Regions from separate parts of the Sus scrofa genome. Here all the other regions are linked to region 1. Evidence: chromatin contacts called from public Hi-C and HiChIP or PLAC-seq data. All regions are on one chromosome and are shown on one strand. Each heading gives the region's core, a stretch centred on a gene start, on an enhancer-like site or on the middle of the called end of the contact. The rest is flanking DNA. Distances are from core to core; before and after follow the strand shown. Region 1 has its middle 75 kb from the start of CCNL1. Region 2 has its middle 60 kb from the start of TIPARP. Region 3 has its middle 33 kb from the start of SSR3. Region 4 has its middle 36 kb from the start of TIPARP.

Region 1 (3,140 bases), core at 585-3,084:
TCAGCTTCAGTGACCACCTCTATGTTGACCATTCCCTAGGGGGCATCTCCAGCCTTCTCTCCCATGTTTGGCACCCATGTTCCTAACTGCCTCCTGGAAGTTCCAAAGTTACATAAAAAATATATTCAAAACATACCATCTTCCTCAGGTCAGTTTCTTCTCCTCCACTTGCTATCACAGTAAATGGTATTGCCATCTGTGAAGCTGTACAAAGAAACTGGGAGTCCTGAATTCCCATTTTCCTCTCCCTTTTCCCTGCTTACTGAGGCAGTCCCTATACCTGGCAGTTAGAATGGATCCCCTGCCCCCAAAGCAGTGTGTATGAATGGGTGAATAAATTATGGGGCACAGAAAACCAGGGATCTAACTTGAATCTAAAAGTTACCTTTCACAGCTTTTTTTTTTTTTTTTACCCCTTCTTCCTTAACAGGAGGGGCCATCATTGTACCAGATGGTCTTCAATATCTATGATTCCAGACTACTCCAATCTGACACCTTAGGCGTTTAACCATTATTCCTTCTTATCCGCTTAACCCAATTGCTCCTTCTTGGGCTTGTCCCGCCTAGGAAAAGAGGAGAGAGGCCCATGTGATAAAGCAGAACTTCAAACATAAACTGCACCACCTCGCAGAACACATTTTACCCTGATAAGAGGCCCAGACATATCTCTGCAGCCACCATGAGTCACAGTGAGAGTTCTGAGGGGAGGGAGGGGGAAGGACCGGCAGCAGGAGGAAAGATAAACAGAGGCCATTTCCGCCTTTCCCTGTCTTGCCAGGTCATGTAACCCTGTGTGAATGTCCCTGAGCGCGGTAAAGTACCTTCGCTCTAGTGCTGCCCAACATCTGTCTGGAAATGAGTACGTGATTGTCTCGTGAACGCCTGTGCGCCCAGCGCTTTTGACTTCTCAAAGCATTGCATGAATATTTGTTTGAGAGACTTCCAGGTGCAGATTTTGTTTTAAGCCATGTGCACTTTATCTAAGTCCTGGGACCCTAGCAAGTATGTCCTATTTTTTTTTTTTTCTTTTTCTTTTTTAAATTACCGCTTTACAGACGAGGAAACTGGGACTTAGAGAGGTTAATTGCTTCAGAAGTCCATCCAGCCAGTAGCGGGTTCCTGCAAATCATCAAATCAAACCCAGGTCTGTGTCACTGTAAGCCCAATTCTGGAGTGGCCACAGTTACAATGCTTCTGATGTATTTGTGGTTATCTCCCATACCATACATATATTTAGTACACAGTGTACATCCAGGCACCTGATAAATGCTCACTGAAAAAGTGCCTAAATCATGCCACTAAGAGCCAGGTTTGGTTCCAGCTGGTAGAGCCCAGAAATGCAGCTTTAGGTGTTTCCCAACACCTCCTGGGAACTCAATGGCCTCATCTGTAAAATGGAGGCATGGAGCAAACGTCCTCTAAGGAACCTTTAGCATTCTTTGGCTCTCTTCCAATGCTGCAGTGTCCTCAACACGCTGCCAGGATCCTGGACGGACAGCGGGGACCAACCGTGCTGGGCTCTTTGCGGGCACCCCCGCCCCTCTGAGGCCGCAGGCGACCAACCGCGTGAGGAGCCTGGAGGAACGCGACCCTTCGCGCATGCGCAAACCCTAGCAGCGGGACCGCAGGCACTCCTTCCGCGCCGGGGTGGGGGGGAAATCAGTGCCCCGGGTAGGGATGGGGTGATCCTGCTAGGACTGAGCCGGGGCCCACGGGGGGGTGGCGCCTGGCCCTCGTTAGGCAAGGCCAGAGCCTCCTCCAAGGCCCTCGGAAAGCTGTTCCCGTGCGGAAGAGCGTGTTCCGGCCTCCGCGCCCTCACGCTGGACGTGCTGGGCAGCACAGAGAGGCCGTTCTTTCCCAACACAGATGGAAACGCTCTCCTGGCACTGCTGCCTGGAGTGTGGAGGAGGGGAGGCCGCGGTGCGGCCGACTCAACTCAGAAAGCCAGAGGATTTTCCGCTTAAAAACCAAGCTGCTGAGTAAAATAAAAACGTGTAAGGTCACCGGGGACATTCAGCCAACTTGGGGTGGGGAATGGGAGGTGTGAGGCGTCACCTGATAGAATAAGCTACTAAAGGGCAGCAGGCACTGCTGGGAGGCCCGCCCTTTATTACTGTTTAGGGATGAATGACAGAACCTGGACAGCTATTTTTACACTGGATGAAACACTGACTGTGTGTGTGTGTGTGTGTGTGTGTGTGTGTGTGTGTGTGTGTGTATTCGGAGAGCTGGGAGTGTCAGGGGACAGGATCTAGGAAGAGAACACATGCACCCTCTTCCTTACTCATCCTGTGATCTTACTCCTCTTGCTGCTGCAGATTTCCTCCCTAAAAGTTAAGAATTACTTATTATTTTGAAATCAGAGAGGGAAAAGGATACTAATCAACAAGTTCCCTAAACGGTGAAAATAAATGAGATCTCAACATTCTGGATTTGCCCCTGTTGGTCCCCTCAGTCTTTTCTCCCCTCGTTTGCCATGATTTGAACATCCAAGTCTAGGGTTATGGACCTGAGTTTTCTTTTTCCTACTCAAGCATCATGGTATGGCCTCCAGGAGGTCTGGGTCAGTGGCTAGAGGAGACAGGGAAAAGAAGAGTCCTTCTACCAGGATGCCATTCATGTTGTCACTGTTTAGTGTACAGCTCCTTCCTGTTAGGACCTAAAAGAAAGACCCGCTTCTTCACATAGGGATAGGGATTTTTTAGGCCATGGTATATGCTGGGAAGGCAGAAAGACATCAGGAAAGGGTGGCTGCTGTGAATATTCAGCTGACCTGAGGCAGCCAGAGCCTATGCCAGAGCTTTACTCTGCAGAACAAATGTGATGCCGAACTGACCAGCCTAGGAGGTGTGATGTGGGAGACAGCTGCCTGCTTCGTGGGGAACCATTGCGTTACCAGGTGACTTCAGACTGCTCGATTTGCCTTGAATCCATTGAACTTCATTTAATTTTCTCTCTGAGACCTAAGAAATCTGGAAAAGGAGATATTGAAAATAATTTTAAAAGTTAAACAAGGCATGAAATAACTTCTATCATTAAAATGAGCTTGTAGAGCTTCACCATTTCAAGGGGATCTTTTATAAGTCTTTTGTCTGAGAAGCATGGAGACAAAAACCTGGAACAAAACAAACCCCTTCACC
Region 2 (3,344 bases), core at 235-2,734, 370 kb after region 1:
TTGGTAATCAATGGGCTAGGGAATTGAACACTCTGCACCCACACAAAACTGAAGATTGCATGGAGTTGTGGAAAATTCTCCTTATTAAGCAAAGATAAATCTGCATTCCTGTTATAACTCTTGTTACTTGACAAGTGGTTTGAGCTAATCATTTGGTCTCTGTGAGTCTCACTTATACATTGGACTAATTGTCCTCTGTTTGCAGGGTGGTATGAGGCTTGGAAATCACGAATGAAAAGGCTTGGCGCAAAGAAGATCCTCAGAGCCAAGGCTAAGTGTTCCATTAACGACAGTTCTAAGTAGTACCTGAGTAAGAATTCACATATATGGATTGTCTCTGTGTCATTTCAAATGGGTGTCAGAATCTCTTTTTAAAATTTATTTAAATGCTCTCAAACACATAAAAATATAGAAAATAGTAAAATAACTTTCCTGTACTTATTATGTGGTTTCTACAAGGATCAACAGATTGCCTTGCCTTTTTGTAATTCTGTTCAATTTTTTAAATGATGCAAAAAAATGTAACAATCCCTTTGGTAACCTATGTGTGGTACTTTTTAAACACTCCGACAGCTGGTGCTACCTTTGGGGAGAAGGCGAAAAAGGAACACTAGAAAAATGCAGTGTTAAGTCAGCACCCTAATGACAGATAAACATAGTGACTCTCTTGACCTACAAAACTCATCTCAACTCAGCCCGAGTCCACGAGTTATGTCGACAAACAAGCCAGCTGCCTGGCTAGGGTTCCCACTGTTGGTGGCTTTCTATTATTATCTCCAACTGAGACAGACATATTTCCAAAAAGCACAGAGGGACTTGCTGGTCTGAGCACAGGAAGAGTGTGATCACTGGAAAAACCATAAAGTGGGATCACGTCCACCCATCCCTCCTCTGGGCTGCATGTTTTGAGCAGAAAACCATGTCAGAGCAACTCCTTCTCAGGGTGAAGAAAGAAACACTGATGAGGCTGGAACCCCGGATCTGGTGTGCTGGGAGGAAAGTCTGCTATTCCAGAGCGTGAGGGTGTTCATGACAGACCCAGGGATGTGAGCACTTTTACAAGGTGACATGTGGCACTTGTCATTAGTTCCTAAGGCTCAGAGTTTTTGAATCATGAGTCTGATGTGCTAAGACCCCCAGTGAGAATGTTTATTTATTATGTTTATTCATAAGTTAACCATTGAAAACAGACCAGCCTATAAAGAATGATCCTACCCCAAACAAACAAAATACAAACAGGAAGAAAAACAAACAGAATAGTTCAGAACTTAGCTCTGCTGACTGTTCAGAGTATAAATCTGAATTCAGCATCTTCTAGTTCTTTTTCAATGATCCAGGGCTGAAGACAGCTCCTGGGGGGTCAGGAAGGCTGTGCTGCAGCAGCTCTGAAGTCATGGAAATCTGGGACCCTTAAGAGAGTGTGCAGGGACTCGAGGGACCAGCAGCTGTGACTTTAGTTGGGTTGTTTTGGTCCTACCCTGCTCGCCTCAGGAATCTGCTGGGAAACTTCCCAGGAAATTTCACACATGTGGTTGGACACCTGGTCCCAAGAAGACTGCAAAGCACCTGATCCCACTGCGAGCCTGCCTGTCCTTCTAGAAGGGAGGGCTTTCCCACAGTAGAAGCTAGCTTACTGGGAAACTCCCCTTGAGCTTGACGTGTCACCCACTTGCATTCCTGCGGGTCACTTACCTGCCTGCCTGACTCCCAACCTGGAAGTTGATAATCCCCTGAAACAACTCGCTCTGACTACAAAGTGATGAGGCTTATCTCCTGGAGGCAGACCTGGAACTGTCATGTTACCATTCAGTCACACTGGGCAGGGGACGCACTTAGACCACGTTAGAGGACAGAGAGGGCAAAAAGGTGTCATTTTTTACTTAAAGCACTAAAACCTGTTAATCACCATAAAGGAGGGAGGAGGGAGGACAAAAAGGAGAGGAGAAGGGAAGGAAGGAAGTGTGGGCTGCCGGCCACTAGTCACAAATTAGTGAGAAGTCTAGCTCCCAATTTATATTTGTTTTATTTTTTTTTTAATTTTCAATTTTTTTGGGTCTTTTTGGGGCTGTACCTGTGGCATATAGAAGTTCCCAGACTAGGGGTCAAATTGGGGCTGCAGCTGCTGGCCTATACCACAGCCACAGCAACACCAGATACAAGCCGTGTCTGTGACCTACACCACAGCTCATGGCAAGGCTGGATCTTTAACCCATTGAGGAAGGCCAGGGAGCGAACCCACATACTACTCATGGATACTAGTCGAAGTCGTTACTGCTTCACCACCATGGGAACTCTCCAATTTATATTAATTTTAAACTAAAACCATTTACTCCTTTGCTAGAATGGTTTACCATCCTTCGGGTAAAATTTTTGTTCAATCTGATATCAAGAGGGGCGACAAGTTGGCAAAAAAGTGACAATCTTGGGGAGACAATCCCTTAGTGATGCCACATCTTGCCCTGACTGTCTTACAGCTCTTTGTCTTTTTTTAAAAATTGAGGTATAGTTGATGTATAATATTGGGTAGGGTATAGGTATACAATATAATGATTCATAATTTTTTAAGGTTATACTCCATTTATAATTGTAATTAAATATTGGCTATATTCCCTGTGTTGTGCAATATATCCTTGTCATTTATTTTATACTTAATAGTTTGTACCTCTTATTCCCCCACCCCTTTCCCACCCCTCCTCCTTACCCCTCCCCACTGGTAACCACTAGTTTGTTCTCTATATCTGTGAGTCTGTTTCTTTTTTTCTTACATTCACTAATTTGTTTTATTTTTTAAATTATCACATATAAGTGATATCACACAGTATTTGTCTTTCTCTAACTCATTTCACCTAGCATAATGCCCTCCAAGTCCATCCATGTGGTTGTAAATGACAAAATTTCTTTCTTTCTTTCTTTCTTTGGCTGCACCCAAGGCATGAAGAATTTTCCAGGCAAGGGATTAAACCCATACCACAGCAGTGACAATGATGAATCCTCAACTGCTAGGCAACCAGCGAACTCCTTTTTTCCTTTCTTTTTCTTTTTTTCTTTTCTTTTTTTTTTTTTTTAACATTGAAAATACTTTACTTTGGAGTTTTCTTTTGGCACAGCAGGTTAAGGATCCTGCATTGTCACTGCAGTGGCTCAGGTCACTGCTGTGCTGCAGGTTCAGTCCCTGGCCAGGGAATTTCAACATGCTGTTGGTGCACCCAAATAGAGAAAGAAAAAAAAACTTTATTTTGAAGTTTTACATCAATTTCACATTAAATACCTCGCTCTAATACTTTGTAATTGATTTTTTCATTTTTCCAAGACTCTTTAATGTTTAGATAGATTCTCACATCAAT
Region 3 (3,248 bases), core at 82-2,581, 510 kb after region 1:
AACATTATGCTAAGTCAAAGAAGCCAGAGACAAAAGGTCACATATTACAAAATTCTATGTGCATGAGATGTCCAGAATAGGTGATGTATATTCAAGAGATTCTTTTTTATTTTCTTTCCTTTTAGTTTTTTTTTTTTTAGGGCCACACCTGCAGCATATGGATGTTCCCAGGCTAGGGGCCAAACCAGAGCTGCAGCTGCCTGCCTACACCACAGCCACAGCAACGCCAGATCTGAGCCAGATCTGAGCCACATCTGCAACCTACACCACAGCTTATAGCAATGCTAGATCCTTAACCCACTGAGTGAGGCCAGGGATCAAACCTGAATCCTCATGGATACTAGTTGGGTTCTTAACCCACTGAGCCACAATGGGAACTCCTCAATAGATTCTTATAAATCTATAAGTACAGAAAGTAAACAAATGATTGCCTATGGCTGGAGATGGGGCAGTGGTAGTGACTGGTAATGAGTACTGGCTTTCTCTTGAGGGATATAGAAATTCTCTAAAATCAGTGATTGTGCAACTCTCCAAGTATACTGCAAACCATTGAATTGTACTTTAAATGTCTGAATTGTAGTACATGAATTATATGTCAATAAAGCTATTTTTAAGGTAATAGCTAACACTCTCATAGCATAATCTAGGCACAGTTTTATGTGTTGTAATAAAATAGTTAACTGTACATGTTCACTATACCCAGTGAGTTAGGTACGCAGAGGAGACTGCCCATCAGGGCCACACAGCCAGTATAGGGCTGTGATGTGAACCCAGGAAGGCTGGCTCTGGCAGAAAAGCACTTCACTTCCACTCCACACTGGCCTAGCTTGGGAACCGTTAAAAGATTCAGGGTCAGACTCACAAAAACCTGGGTTCTGATTTTGGCCTTGTTGCTTACCAGCCAGGCAATCCTGGGCAAGTGACTGAATTCCGTTTTCTCGCATGTTAAATGGAGATAATAATAGTGCATGCCTCACAGGGTTGGTGTTTAGGACAGGGACTATCTATAATAAGCTGTCATTACTGTGAGGCCCTTCTTTTATGTAGTATTGTCGCCGGCTTAGGAACTGTAGAGTAGTCCACAAATCAAAGCAGCAGGAAGCCTAACCCAGTGAGAGACTTGGGAAGTCAGCTTATTCTTTCTGCAAGTACAGAATTTTCCACATAGAAATGGCCTGGTAAACTAGTGGTCTGGCACTCTACCTTTTACATAACGTAACTTAAAATTAAAGGTTTAAACGACAATAAAAATATTTGCCACATGCAAGAAGCATTTGAAATGTTAAGGACTTGCTTTTTATTGCATGAAAATAAGCAGAAGTGTGGGCCGGAAAGAAATGTGTCACTTCCCCAGCACTGACCTGCAAGGGCAGAGTGACCTTACACGAGAAGAAAAATGCCAGTAATTTCCAAACTAATCTAATTTTAAATTTCTGGATTTTTCATTTCATCTTGTGGAGACATACTTATTCTTGGAAGGAAAAATAAAACCCCAATGACATTAGCAATGAATGAAGTTATGTAAGTTTTGCTGGCAAACTCACACGCACAGCCTAGTGCTTTAGAGCTCATTTGCAAGGCAAGAGAGCAAATTCAACTCCACCACAATTCTCAGTGCCCAGAATGATTCTTTGAGCACTGTTTGTGACCAGAATTTTTTTACTCGGGGGGTGGCAGTTTGCTATGGTGTGATTCGGTCTCTTCTTTCATCTCCTATAATTTTCCTTCTAACACTCACGGAACCAGCTCCTACCATGGATTTCCCCTCTGTGGAAAGGACACTACCATCCCATCAGCTGTTCAGATCATCTTGGATTCCTCCTTTTCCCTCCCATGTCCAGACTATGGGCACATTCATCAGGCCTCCTCCAAAATGTATCTTCAGTCTTCTTGCTTCTCTCAACTCCTTTGCCCCTACTAATCTAAGCTACCTATGTTTCCTGCCTGGACTGTTGTAGCCATCTTCTAAATGTTCTCTCTGCCTCTAATATGCTCCCTAGAGTCCTCTACAGCGCACCCAGAGAGACTTTTCTTTTTTTTTTTTTTTTTTTTTTTTTGGCCTCGCGCACAACATGTGGGAGTTCCCAGGCCAGGGATCAAACCTGTGCCACAACTGTAATCAGAGCCACAGCAGTGACTATGCTGGATCCTTAACCTGCTGAACCACCGGAAAACTCTGAGAGAGACCTTTTAAAAGCTACTCATTGGGTCAATCTTCTGCTTTAAATCAATCAAAGGTCAAAATTCAAATAGACAATTGGAATATGTAAAGGTGTTTGACCTCATTAATCAGCAGGGAAAGTAGAATTCAAGCTACAGTGAGAGACTACTACACATCTGCCAGGATGGCTAAAATTTTTAAAATTAAAAGGACTGACAATACCAAGTAATGCTAAGGATATAGAGGAACTAGGACTTTAGACCCTGCTAGTGGAAGGGAATATATAACAAGTTTGGAAAATTTTTGGCAATATCTAAGAAAGCTAAATATCTGCTTACTTGATTACCTGGAAGTTCCACTTCTAGGTGTATATACACACACATGTAGAATATATATAATAAATATGTATGTCTATGTATATACATAGGTGTGTGTGTGTGTATATATATATGTATATAGGTGTGTGTATATACACACACACAGGATAATGAGTACCTATGTCCACTAAAAGATGTTCAAGAATATTTATAAGAGCTTTATCTATAATGGACAAACACTGGCAACAATCTAAATGTCTATCAACAGTACAATAGGTAAACTATGATGGATTTATATAACAAAATATAACAAGCAATAGAAAAGAGTAGACTCTGGAATATGCAACAACATGGATGAATCTCTCAGACAGATAAACAAAGACAGACAAAAGTTTGTAGAGTATGATTCAATTTATAAGAAGTTCAAGAATAGGAAAACAGGAATCTGCAGGGATAGGCAGCCAGCTAGTAGTCACCAGTTTTTACCTTTTCTGGGGACTGGGGTTGAGGGATTGTTAGATGGAGAAGTGGTGTGAGGGAACAATTTGAGGTTCTATATCTTGGGCTGGATGGTTGTTTTATAAGTTGTGTGTGTGTTGTCATCAAGTTGTACACTTTCTGTGCACCTTACAATGTACTTTTTACTTCAACTTTACAAAGTCAATGGCAGGAAGTTTCTGTTGTGTCTCAGGGAGTTAGGAACCTGACTCATATCCATGAGGAAGCAGGTTCGATCCCTGGCCTCATTCAATGGGTTAAGGATTGGGTAT
Region 4 (3,282 bases), core at 119-2,618, 470 kb after region 1:
AGGGGTCCTCTAGACAGCAGAAACCATCGGTGCTCTCACAGGTGACTGCTTACTATCCCACTATCCCACTATGGGCTCTTGTAGGTGGCTTGGTGAGGCCCTCTCACTGGGCCTTTTTGTATGACAGCTGTATGAGCAGAACAGCTGTTGATGCCAATCTTCACTCTCTCTCTCTTTTTTTTCTTAACATTGTTTTTCTCACCACTCTTCAGTCTTAATCTGTGTGTTTACCTCTGATGTTAAAGGCCTCAGATCACCGGACCAGTTCAGACTCCCTTTTCCTCGTTTATTCTGGTTCCCCAACTGGTTTTTTGCCACGAAATTTACCACAATGATCTGCACCTAACCATCAAGATAGCTTGGCACAAAAGACCCCCAGCCCCCTAAACAGCCATTTCTGCATCAGAGCAGAAAGACCCTCTACTGTTAAGTAGTTCAGTCCCCCAGCCCCACCCCATCCAGGGTGCAATGCAGAATCACCTGCATTGTTGCATTACTTTCCTAGGCCCCATCTCTGAAAATCCCAATTCAGTAGACTGGGAGTTGGGGGGGGGGGTGCAGCTGGAATATTAACACACCTATAGGGTGGTTATCACACAGCCATAGGAATGCTGATATAACTTCTCCCGGCCAGAGTGCTTGGCCACCAGGCTCAAGGTCATGCTGCTACTGTTTATAACACTTTCTTAAGCTTCCCAGTTACCTTATTTCATATGCTCTTCCAATAACCTGCGAGGTGTTATTACTGGATCCTCCCCAGTTCACAGAGGAAGGAAGGCAACTCAGGGACAGGCAAGTGACTTGTCCAAGGTCTCACTGTTAATGAACAGACCAAACTTGCACCCAAATTTCTTGAGCCTCAGTCCTGCCATCTTTTCACAAAAATAAGGGTCCTGAGTCCAAGCAGGAGATGGATGAAACTGGGTAGGAAGACCATTCCAGATCAAATTCCACACAGTTCCAGCCCCTTATTGCTTGCTGTCACCAAAAGAAATGAGCACTATGCAAAGACTATATCGAATTTCTGTGAGGTTTATAATCTTTTTAATAATTGATTTAATCTTTGAAACAGATTTTTAGTTATGAAACTGCTCAAATATACAAAATCAGAAAGAAGAGAATCATAAATCCCTATTTATGCCAAATCCAGATGCAACAATGATCAGGATTTTGCCACATTTGCTCTGTCAAGGCCTTTTTATTATTTTTCTTCTTTATTCTTTGCTGAAGTTCTTAAATTTAAATATTTTAAAAACAAATCCCAGACACCATGTCATTTCTTCCTTGCATACTTCTGGACTCATCTCATCAAAACACCCAAGCTTTGCGTTAGAAGGAGTGTGACTTTGCAGAGCCAGCTGGACCCTCCCTGTAGCAGGAACACAGACGCCGGCAGGCGGGGGCCGCAGACCTGCCCATGTGCGCTGGCAGGGCTGTGCTGCACTCTGGCACCAGGTGCAGGTTCTCAATCATCCTGGCTAGCAAACGCCTTCTGGGCTCCCTCCAAATCCTCTGACACATTTGGGTGTTGATTTAATCTAGGCTGGGTTCACCAGTGGCTGCTGAGTGCTACTTTTCGAGACTGTCAGAAAAGGAAAGGGGGAAGTCGCCTCAAGACAACAGTTACTCAATTCCTGGTTCACAAGAGCTGAAACATCCCCTCCTGCAGTAAGATAGAGGACCTCCAATTCTGCCTCTGTAAATCTGAGACCAACACCCAGAGCGAAGTCAAAGTGTCTTGCCTACATAAGCAGGAAAGACAGGATATTATTTTTAGCAGCTACCGGTTAAATATTTGCCTGATCAGTCCTGGGGTGCTCACAAGCCACACCAAGATGACAGGTAATCTAAGGCCACCTCTGTAGCAGGAGGGTGGGTGTGGCCAGAGGACCCTTTTATAGTTCACTTGGTTGAGGCTGCCTTCCTGCTACAAGCCATCAGCTGTTGCCATCAGTACTACACCTATGAAATCAAAAGCCAGAGCCAGGAAATATAGAGTGAAACACATCCATCTAAGATTTAGTCAGGGCCTCGGGGCTCTGTTCAACCAAAGCTATGTGCGACTTCCCTTAGTCGGCCTGGCCAGCACCCCTACCTCCCTGCCCACCCTAACGAAGGCACTCTTAGAAGCTGCTGAACGAATGTCAGGCCACTCAGGCGCTCCACCATTCATTCTGCTGACGCACCATCCCACACGGGCTGCACACAGGAACCACAACTTTGGGTTAAGTTACCCACACTTCTATTTCTGGGAGACCGCAGCGTATATGTGTCCTAAAATGCTTTGGGAAAACAGGAATAGCCAAGCTCGACACATATTTTTACAAACACCTACTAGTTTCCACTTTTAATTCGAGTAACCGATACTTGACTACTTTTGTAGCTACAGGAGGACCTCAGTCCTGGATTCTGCCGCCACCACGCTATCTGACACCCATTGACTCACCTAATTAAATTCTTCTCTCACCAGATCACATTTCTGTTTTCATGTGGGTGCACAGGGCTGAGACAATCAGTGCTATAGTTATTTTTCAACTCAGAAGGGAACTGATGTCACCAGACTCCAAGATACATACCCCAAATTGAAATTAAACTTTATGTGGCATTATTTATAAATAAATGTGTCTATCTTTATGATGCTGAACCACCACTGAAAAATTAGGTAATTCAGTTGATTTAGCTGATTGTTTTTTATAAAGGATTATTTGGGATTTCCTCATAAAAATAGGCATTGCCTGTTAAAGACATCCAATCTTGGTGGAGACTAGGGTGAGGCCAAATGAGGTGCCTAAGGTACAAAATTTAAGGAGGCACTCAGTCTCAGGGGCATGCAAGTGTAGGATCCATAGGTGTATGACGCTAACAGTGAATGCCTCCTTAAAATTCACCCTTGGGCGCTTTACTTGCCTCACCCTAATCTTAGCCATCCCTGGACTGAGGCCAGCAAAGAGCATAATAGTTACCTCAAGTTACAGAGATTCCCAGTCCAAATCTGGGCAAGTTCCAATTCAGAACATCTGGGGTAAAGTGCAGAACTCTCTTAAAGTAAGCTCCCCCAGGTAATAAAGATACGTAGCCAGGTTTGGGGTCCACTGATATAATATTTAGAATGCCAGAATTAGGAGACACTCCCTTACATTTAGCATAATTAGCGCCAAGTATAGATATTGGATCCAACTCTGAGTTTTCTTCCTGTAAAAAAATACTTGGAGATCAGATTTTCTGTCAGTTAGGATTGTGTTCTGCCACAACAAAGATAAAATCGTACTCATAGTGGCTTAA

What was found. A called contact is a pair of places that touch in the nucleus more often than the background predicts. HiChIP or PLAC-seq counts read pairs in DNA pulled down with a chosen protein or histone mark.
Region 2: a contact with region 1 is called in a Hi-C map of skeletal muscle, with 2.6 times the contacts expected there. The contact joins two enhancer-like sites. A contact is called at or near these places in 2 of 47 Hi-C or Micro-C datasets (retroperitoneal adipose tissue and skeletal muscle) and 1 of 2 datasets of contacts at active chromatin or transcription factors (skeletal muscle).
Region 3: a contact with region 1 is called in an H3K27ac HiChIP or PLAC-seq map of skeletal muscle, with 3 times the contacts expected there. The contact joins two enhancer-like sites. A contact is called at or near these places in 2 of 47 Hi-C or Micro-C datasets (retroperitoneal adipose tissue and subcutaneous adipose tissue) and 2 of 2 datasets of contacts at active chromatin or transcription factors (alveolar macrophages and skeletal muscle).
Region 4: an H3K27ac HiChIP or PLAC-seq map of skeletal muscle shows a contact between it and region 1. The contact joins two enhancer-like sites. A contact is called at or near these places in 1 of 47 Hi-C or Micro-C datasets (skeletal muscle) and 1 of 2 datasets of contacts at active chromatin or transcription factors (skeletal muscle).

The regions. Positions count from the first base shown.
Region 1 is chr13:96,927,510-96,930,649 of Sscrofa11.1, reverse strand. No RefSeq gene overlaps it. Among named protein-coding and RNA genes, the nearest start is that of CCNL1, 75 kb to the left of the region's middle. Within about 2 kb of position 1,834, at least 46 of the 83 cell types and tissues checked have an H3K27ac peak or open chromatin away from gene starts, as enhancers often do. A contact at or near this core is called in retroperitoneal adipose tissue and skeletal muscle, where this site is marked.
Region 2 is chr13:96,554,766-96,558,109 of Sscrofa11.1, reverse strand. No RefSeq gene overlaps it. Among named protein-coding and RNA genes, the nearest start is that of TIPARP, 60 kb to the right of the region's middle. Within about 2 kb of position 1,484, at least 2 of the 83 cell types and tissues checked have an H3K27ac peak or open chromatin away from gene starts, as enhancers often do. A contact at or near this core is called in skeletal muscle, where this site is marked.
Region 3 is chr13:96,421,219-96,424,466 of Sscrofa11.1, reverse strand. No RefSeq gene overlaps it. Among named protein-coding and RNA genes, the nearest start is that of SSR3, 33 kb to the right of the region's middle. Within about 2 kb of position 1,331, at least 11 of the 83 cell types and tissues checked have an H3K27ac peak or open chromatin away from gene starts, as enhancers often do. A contact at or near this core is called in retroperitoneal adipose tissue and skeletal muscle, where this site is marked.
Region 4 is chr13:96,458,382-96,461,663 of Sscrofa11.1, reverse strand. No RefSeq gene overlaps it. Among named protein-coding and RNA genes, the nearest start is that of TIPARP, 36 kb to the left of the region's middle. Within about 2 kb of position 1,368, at least 23 of the 83 cell types and tissues checked have an H3K27ac peak or open chromatin away from gene starts, as enhancers often do. A contact at or near this core is called in skeletal muscle, where this site is marked.